2 separate regions of the Arachis hypogaea genome follow, and region 1 is linked to region 2. A link is a contact called in public Hi-C data. All regions are on one chromosome and are shown on one strand. The core of a region is the stretch at or near the end of the contact, and the rest is flanking DNA. Distances in the headings are between cores, read along the strand shown.

What was found. A called contact is a pair of places that touch in the nucleus more often than the background predicts.
Region 1: a contact with region 2 is called in a Hi-C map of leaf, with 4 times the contacts expected there. The contact joins the promoter of LOC112715419 here to the enhancer-like site in region 2. A contact is called at or near these places in 3 of 8 Hi-C or Micro-C datasets (all in leaf).

What each region holds. Positions count from the first base shown.
Region 1 is chr10:26,123,254-26,127,719 of arahy.Tifrunner.gnm2.J5K5, reverse strand. It overlaps LOC112715419 (eukaryotic translation initiation factor 3 subunit F), which reads right to left and starts at 2,338. Exons shown (of 6, transcript XM_025767187.2): 1 at 1,937-2,338; 2 at 596-675; 3 at 1-203. The coding sequence starts at 2,167.
Region 2 is chr10:25,140,667-25,145,583 of arahy.Tifrunner.gnm2.J5K5, reverse strand. No RefSeq gene overlaps it. Among protein-coding and RNA genes, the nearest start is that of LOC140175479, 7.9 kb to the left of the region's middle. Within about 2 kb of position 3,068, at least 3 of the 3 cell types and tissues checked have open chromatin away from gene starts, as enhancers often do.

The DNA.
Region 1 (4,466 bases), core at 1,089-3,588, 980 kb before region 2:
GAAGATCCAATGGAATTTCTTGAAACTGTGCAGCAATTTGGCGGTCTCCGAGAGATAAATTGTTTGAAACATATGCCTTTATGGTACCCTCTCCATTTGTGAATCCAGTATCAACAGTCAAATGTATGGGATTGGGTACTTCTCTAGAATAAAATTCATGGATCAATGCACTACCACCAGTAACTCCGAGACCAGTTGAATACCTGAATGGATCAACCAAACACATAAAAGGGCAGGGAAGAAAAACAGGAGAGAAACATTTAAACACAAACAAACATCATTGCAGTTTCTTTGCAATTAATTAGCGAAGATCCCTTTGGATAAATCATTTGCTTTAAATTCACTAAGATGTGATAGCACCATATTCATCAAATAGACGTTTCCAGGAAACACATTTTTCAGATAACTTCTTGCATAACACTGTACAAAAATTGACAAAACACTGGGCCCTGCAAAAACCAAAAGACAAGAAACTTTTTTCACCTAGGCCCTAAGAGTTTCAGAGCATTATTGGTCAACACCTCAACAATAAGACTATTGCATAGCACTTCAGCAACAAGTTTAAGACAATCCATATTAAAGTAAATTTTCTTACCATCCAACTATGACTTCCTTTGGATTCACTTTTTGGTGGGATATTAACATGTTGTGGTGATACTCAATATCCAGGGCAACCTGAAAGGAAAAGAAAAAAAATTATAATATCTATTTGAGAGTAAATGTTTAAATAGTCACCAGAAGAGGAAATTAAAAGGTCAAAAGTAGATTTCTTGTTTACAACTATTTCCCCTGATTCCATATGATAATGGCAACTATCCGTGCACCAAATATCTGTGCTCCCACATTTTCTTGAAAACCAAATTTATGAACACTTTTGTTTATTTGGTAAAAGAAATTAAAACTCATACTTTTGAGATGTGGAGGCCCAATGGAGCAGATGTGAGCACTGAAAACAATCACATCTGTAACGATGGACTCAATTAATTTTCCAGACTTGTAACGGTATCATCAATAATGCATTGAAGAGGATACCTGACTAATGTCTGGAGAACAAATTTATAATCATGCACTTCAAGCTTCCTTTCTAAATTCTATATAATTCAGTCATACTAATAGCTTTGGGAAAAAATTATTAGCCCTATCAACAAGAAGTGAAAAGAACTGCCTTCAAAAGGAAAAAAACAGAAGTAAAGAATGCCATCATCACCTAATAGAACCTAGTCGGAGGGAAAACTCAGGAAATGCAATTATAGGATACAATAGAAGTAAACTAAAAAATACATCCAATAACAAGATTAGCCGAAACTCTTATCTACTGATGTTTGTTACCGTAACTTCCTCAGTTTCAGTAAAAAAAATCCACCATATTAGCCTAAAAGCCTACCCATAAGATAAAAGAAGATTCGGGCCGCACACAAGGCTTAAACCGGTCAGGTTGACACTCATACCACATGAAACCTCTCTCACCAGTGTTGGTTGTTCAAAAAAAATGTATCAACATCATCATAATCATAACGAACTATAAGTTTAATATTTCACCAATATGAAGCCACATCGAGTGCGAGGCACATACATACACTGCTACAGGCTACGATCTATAATTATGAAGAAACAATTGATAACGAGAATGAAGTGATAAACCACACAACAAATACCCAGTAACATTACCTACCATATTGTTTAGCACAAGCATGAAATACTATGGAGCAACTTATACTCTATTTCAAAAAAATCAAACCATATACTGAAATAATAAATCGAATAAACATGAAAAAAAACTGAATATAAACCTATAAATAAAAATCCAATCGCTTGATTCATATCCAGATTTAGAACTACTGATCTCCAATCACATGTGCAGCTAACAAATTTCCATTCACAACAGTTCCCGAAATAAAAAAATAAATAAAGTGGTGATTTGGATGGGTGAAGGGACCTGATCGACGGACTCATTATGAGGAACGGCGTAGGAGTTGCGAATATCGACGGTGCCATCGGGGAGGACGGAGCCGAGTAGGGTTCCAATGACGCGCTCAGCTTGGTCGGGGCGCCGAACGTAGCAATCGCAGATGTTGAACACAACCAGAGGGTGCACCCTCGCAGACAAGCTCGTCGAAGAAGAGGACGAAGAAGAAAACTGCAATACTGTGCGATCGCTCGCCGCCATGTTCGTAGCTCCAATTTGATTGATTCGCTACTCGATACTCACTGCTCAGCTGCAACAAACGAGTTACGACGGTGACAAACACACATTGCTATTTGTTAGGGTTTTAGGAATGGGCTTGGATTGGGCCTTCGGCTAATTTATAAGACGGTGTTCTTTTTTCAAAAAAATAATAAATGTAAAATATGATTATTTTTCCTAAAATAATAACGCATAATTAAGTGTCCGTAACTCCGTATAAAACAGTGTTTAGTTACTTAGGGATAATTTTATCAACTTAAACCATTTTAGATAATATTTATAAAAAACTATTTATTATTTTTCGTATCTTATCTTATCTTGTAATTTTAGATGTAAATAGTTTGTCTACTATAGTACTATGTCCTTTTTCATAAGCTTGGTATTGTTTCCTTTTTATTTAAGAAATACTACTGAATCATATCTTTTATCTTTTACATCTTATATAATTTTTAAAAAATAAAATAGTTGTCTTTTTCTTGTTATTGTTTTCTGGAAAACTATATATATATATCGAATGTGTAAGAACTTTATAATTGAAATAATGATAAATTCAATTCAAATAAGAAGGTCACATAAAAAAAAGTAGTAACTTATAAATTTATTAATATGTGAGAAGTTTTTAAATTGTTCAAATTAACAATGAAATTGGAACTTGTTGGGTATAAAGTCAATAAAAAAGAATATTACCATTAAAATTTGTAGATAAGAAATAAATAGAATAGACCAAATAATTTAGATAATAATAAAAATAATATGATTAAATAATATTTACAATTCTTAAACTATAAAAAGTTTTATAATATTTTTGTATATATAAGAAAATTTACACTTATATAAAAAATTATACATCAAAAATCGTTAGATTTTTTTCATTCGCTCATTTTTACGCAAAATTTTTTATATACTAAAAATAATAAGTAGTTTTTATACACCTTTTTCATAAGTCAGTCACTATAAAATCTAATTCAGAAATATGTACATAAGGAACAAGGTTGCAAAGCTTACCAAAAGGAGTCCGCTCATCATACCAAACTGATTTGTAGACATCCCCAATATTCCAATGAAACCCTTCCTTGAGATGCTCATAGGCACTAATAATGTTCTTCCAGGTAGCCGATGAAGAATTTCTACTGTTTTCGTTCATACCAGATTGATTCTTGAGATATTTATGCTTCAAAACCTGCACCCACAACTTCTCACTATTATTTAGACAATCTCATACCAACTTTCCCAGAAACGCCATGTTAGCACAGGTAGTATCCCTAATACCCAATCCTCCGTATCTTATTGGGCTGCCTCTGGTCAGGTGGGAGGTCGCCATAACTCCTAAAATGGAAGGAGGATTGGGTATTGGGGATACTACCTGTGCTAACATGGCGCTTCTGAAAAAGTTGGTATGGGATTGTCTAAATAATAGTGAGAAGTTGTGGGTGCAGGTTCTGAAGCATAAATATCTCAGGAATCAATCTGGTATGAACGAAAACAGTAGAAATTCTTCATCGGCTACCTGGAAGAACATTGTTAGTGCCTATGAGCATCTTAAGGAAGGGCTTCATTGGAATATTAGGGATGTCCACAAATCAATTTGGTATGATGAGTAGACTCCTTTTGGTAAGCTTTGCAACCTTGTTCCTTATACATATTTCTGAATCAGATTTCATAGTGGCTGACTTGTGGAAAGGGGTGTCTTGGAAGGTTGATAGTCTTACCACGCCTATTCCGCATGAGATTAAGCAGTTTATTTGTGGTCTGAGATATCCTAGTTCGACTGAGTTGGAGCCATAGTGGGAGTGGTAGCCTGCAGCAACAAAAAAGTATAGTGCAAGGGAGGGTTATAGATGGTTATTAGAGAAAACATTAAATTGGAATGCCAATAGTAACTAGAACTGGTTGTGGAATACAAACATTCCGGAGAAGTTCAAATTTACTATGTGGCTTGGCTTACATGATGCTCTACCAACTGAGACCTTTCGATTCAAGCGGCATTTAGCTTCTTCAGATATGTGTAAAAGATGTAACAAGGTGCAGGAGACTATAGAGCATTGCCTTAGAGACTGTGAACGATCAAAGGCAATTTGGCATATGTTGGATCCTAGTATCCTGGACTCGACAGCTGGTACTGCTCTTGAAGAGTGGTTTCAGAAGGCCTTGACTAACAATGGGGCGTCTTTTGGTGCAAGACTTTGGTGGGTATGGAGACACAGGTACAATGACATATTCAATACTGACAACCATTGGACAGACCACAAGGTTGTTGCCATGGCCAAAATTACCACAAAGA
Region 2 (4,917 bases), core at 1,819-4,318:
TAATTATATTTTTTATTATTATATTTTTCATCTTAAATTTTTTGAATGAAAAAAAATGAGAATAAATTAGATTTTCATAATTTGTTCTAGTTTATCACCAAATAGAATAAAAGAACACAAAATTTTGTGTCTCTGTTCATCAGTGTCTTGTCCTATTCTGTTTTCAGTGTCTTGTCCTATACTGTTCTCGAAAACAAACACAGTCTTAGAGACTAAAATAAGAGAGAACGTGAGATGTCAAATTTGAGAGTCAAGATTTTTCGTGATCAAGACAATGTCGTGGGCCATGAGAACCCTAAGCAAAAGAAAAAAACTAGATCGTGTCAATATAATTTATTTCTTGTGGTCTATAAATAAGAGAGGTTTAAAAAAATTAAGGAACTTCAATTAAAACACTTTACGATCACACAAAGTTATGCAAAAATTTTCAATTTTAACGACGTAACGAAAAATCATGAAGTGCAAATGCAAGTGAGTATTTGGAGTCAATTTTCTTTCTTTATTTATTTTGTTGTTTTCTTTTCTTTTCTAACATTTAGTATTATCTTTTCTTTTTATTCAATTATCTAACTTCTTTTAATCTCAAATTAATTCTGTTTGCTTTTTTCATGTTGCTTTAATTTAATTATTTGTTTTTTTATTGTTGTTTTATTTTTTTATTTAAATTTCTTATTTCAATTTACTCATTTTCATTTGTTATTCAATTTCTTTGCATTTTCAACAGTTTCAATCCCATTTTTTATTCTTTTATTTTGATTTTATTTTATTGATCGTATTGTATTGCACAATTTACTCTCAATACTAATATTAAGTAATTCTCGAAATCTACTCTTTTTTAGAAGAGTTGTATCTGTTCTCCGAATTGAGATTTTGATACAAACTTAATTTGACACACTATCAAAATTACTAAAAATCAAGTGAAACAACACTATAAACCTATAAAAAATATTTAGAAAACAATAAAATATTAAAACAGTTTAACGTTATTTTAGTTATTTTGTATTCATTAATTATCAATAGAATAATTTATTAGTATATATTATAAATATTAAATTAAATAGAATGATTTTGATTGTTATCTCCTTAACATTATCAGATTTATTTACATTTACTAAACTTGAAAGAGAATGGGAGATTCATTTTAACTTAGTGTTGTATAAGGAAAATAATGTTGCTGCTTTGATGCAAAACATGAAGTTTGGAGTCTGAATAAATATATGGAGTGGCTTGATCCTCCCACCAGCATTCTTGAAGCTCTTCGCCATGATCATGACGCTGCTTGAGTTCTCGGGATCTTTCCAACAGTGGTTGAGGTTTGTGTATCAGGGACAAAACTATTTGTCTTATAATTAGTCATATCAGGTTTGATTCTCAAACAGTAACTAAATTGTAATTGAAAAGAATTTTTAGTGTGCATGAGTAAATGAGTTTACGAGTATGTGTATAACCAAAAAAAAAAAAAAAAGAAAGAAAGAAACGGTAAAAATAGTATTAAAAAATTTATAAGATATTAGCAAGAAATAAGTTTTTGAATAATTAAAAAAACAAAAATAATAAAAAAATAATTATTTTTATTAGTAACGTACAATTTTTATGTTTACTATTTAGTAAGTAGTTTATCAATTTGGTCCAAATTTTTGTTTTTGAAATATTTTATAATTATTTATAAGGTGCATACAAAACATTAGAGTAAAATTGATCTCTATAGTTTTTTAATTATTTTAAAAAATTTCGATACACAAAAATAAATTCACTTGATGTAAAATAATCAAACTTTAAAAATAAAAAAGTCTCATATTTCTAATAATACTTATAAAAATTAATATTAAAATCTAATTTCTAATATTTAAAAATATATAAATATTTAATATCTAATTTTTTGTTTATTTTGGTTTCTTCTTAACTTTGTGTATGGCTTGGTGCTCATCACGTCCTTGTGTTAGGAGCTTGTAAGTGTTTTTGTTATCGGAAAAAAAATTAATTATTTTTATTATATTTTTAAATATTTTAAAAATGTATTTAGAATTCTTATTTTTAATTATTTTTGTTAACGAGATAAATTTAGACACCACTCATATAAAGATGGCAAAAATAAAATTTTCTAAAGTTGTTTATTTAGCCATAATTAAAAAAACGTGTTTTAAGAAATTAAACGTGGGTTAATAATAAAAACGTAAATTATGAATAAAATTGAATTAATAAGTAAACTAAAATATTTAAGAGAAAAAATAGTTAAATTATTTAAATTAATAAATAAAAAATTAATGATTCTAACTAATATTAATTCAAATGATACTGATTTTTTTTAAATTAATATAAAATAAATTTTTTAAATCTTAATTTTAAAATAAAACATTTTAGTCAAGAAATTCAAAAACAAATAAGAATTGTTAGACTAAAACAGAATAATTATCAATAAAAATCGGTAGATTAAAATATAGATCTTAAAATAAAAAAATTTAAAAGAATTATAAAAATTATAAATAAAAATTCAACTCGTAAAAAAATTATTAAATTCACAAAAAATAAGAAAAATGTCAAAATAATAATAAAATAGAAGTAAAAAATAATATTATAAAATTTATAAAAATTGATAAAAAAAGGTAAAACAACTTTCTAACAATTTTTTTGTTAAAAATTTATTTTAAACAAATTATAGAATTGGTGTTAAAGCTAAAGTAACAATTTCAAGAATATAAAAATACTTTTTAATAATGACAACACTTATAATTTATGTTACCTGTCAAAAATTTAATATATAATAATCTAATTTATGAACAAGATCAAATATTTTTATTTAAAGATATTTTAAACTTTATCTAGCCTCCTTCAGTAAATTTTTGCATACCATCTTACCAATGTAACCCATGATAAAATAATGCTTATGTTTTTTATTATCTGCCTAACAATGTAATTTGGATCTAACAATATTGAGCCCGGGAAGGAGATAGCTTTTGTTTTTGGTCTTGGGTTAAGCAAAGAACCCTACTCGAGACCTGACACAGTCTTGAGTCTATCGTATTGTTGGACCGTAGGCTTGAGTATAGATTATCAATAACCCCAATACAGACTGACAAATAATTTGCGGGTCCAGTTCCTACCAAATATTTTGGCCCAATTAATAACTGGCCCATATATAGCCTAAATGTTTATAAAATGATTACCTGATGACATTGATGTGGATTGTGGAGGCAACCAATTTTAGTTGATTACTGGACCATGACCGAAACATATAAAGTTGATTACTGGACCGAAAAAAAAAGTGAATCAATTCTGCAAACGTTAGGTGCGAATAACTCCTAATTATAACTAATTAGATGTTGCAAAGAAATATCCCTTTTATTTTTCATTTTTTATTTTTGAAACTTAGGTGCTTTAGTGTATTTCACTAATTAAGTGTTCTATTGTTTGATTATGTCCTTACCTTTTTGACTATGGCTAAGAATAGATGTTACTGAGAATATACATATTTCTTTTTTAACGTCCAAAAACCAAATGCATGTATCTTTTAATCTGAAGTCTAAACCACAGTCTGCATTATTCTCGATAAAAGTCCTATTAATTTGGTCTAGTTTAATTAGGTTATCTTACCTATGTATGAAACAATTAACACTCTCAACACAAGTTTTTTTTAGTTGGAAGAAATGAATCGAAACCTTAGTTAGGTGGTCATTTCGAGAGATTTTAGCCTAGTGAATTATGGTATTATTAGGGATAGCCGAAAATGTTTAAGTCTTGTTTAATGTTCATGTATCTGAAAAAGAAAATTAATTTAAAGGGTTAATTGGTATATTTAAAAGTAGAGATTACGTGTAAAAAAAATTAAAAAAGAAGAAATGATGACAACCCTTTGGTCTCTATTTATTAGGATTCATCCAAAATCTTATAACTAAATTAGATTAAGAATCTTCATTTTAAAAGGAACATGCATAGGTAAGGGGTTTAGTGATCTTTTAGAGGGTAATGAAGTTTTCTTATAACTCATACTAAAACTTGCTTGATTCATTTCAACCCACATGATTTTCCTTTAAATTCAACTAACTAAAGCTACATGGTTTAAGAAATAAGAAGAAAATGGATGATGGATCGTAAGAAAAATGAACAATCGATTGAGAATTACAGAATCTTGAAAAATTAATTCAATCGAATGCGATCAACATGCTCTTTTGATTATTGAAACTACTCAACCTTGTTTCTCAACTCCACACTCATTACACAATGCAAAAAGTACTCGAGTTGTCTACAAATTAAGAGAGTGACTCAAGGGTGAGAGATAGAAGAGATGAATTATTTACAATCTAGTCTCATTACTTAAGAGAAAAGATACAGAGAAAATAAAGTGGTTAATCAATTAATTCTTATTGATCATACACGGATGTATATATAATCTAATTAGAATTATCTTTTGTTGAGTTAAGAAATTAACTAAATTAATTGATGATGACAAACATTATTTTTATTGGGGTTAACTACCCAATTACTATTGATCATGCTTGACTAAGTGATGCAGGCCACAATTAGTAAACATAGCAGTAGCCCAAAATGAAACAAAGAAACTGAATCTACTCTTGTGGGAAACATTTACAAACAAAGTCCAAATAAGAAATAACAAAGAAATCTCATGGGTTGAAAAGTAAGTGAACAAAATCCAAGCCCAAGGTACTTCACTCAAGCTAATGCCTTCCAAGCTCTTCACATATGCTTCGGTCAGACTTAGAGAAAAGAAAGAGAAAGTTTAATCCAAAAGGCAAAGGTCTAATCACCCAAATCAAACTATTTCAAGCTAAGTCAGAAGGTAAAGGTGATTTATTTCCATTTGCATGCAATTTACTTTCTTCACTCCTTCTCCAACTCTCAGCTACTCCAATATGGGATAAATGGAGAAAGTGATTTCTAATAATTATTGGTGTGAATCAA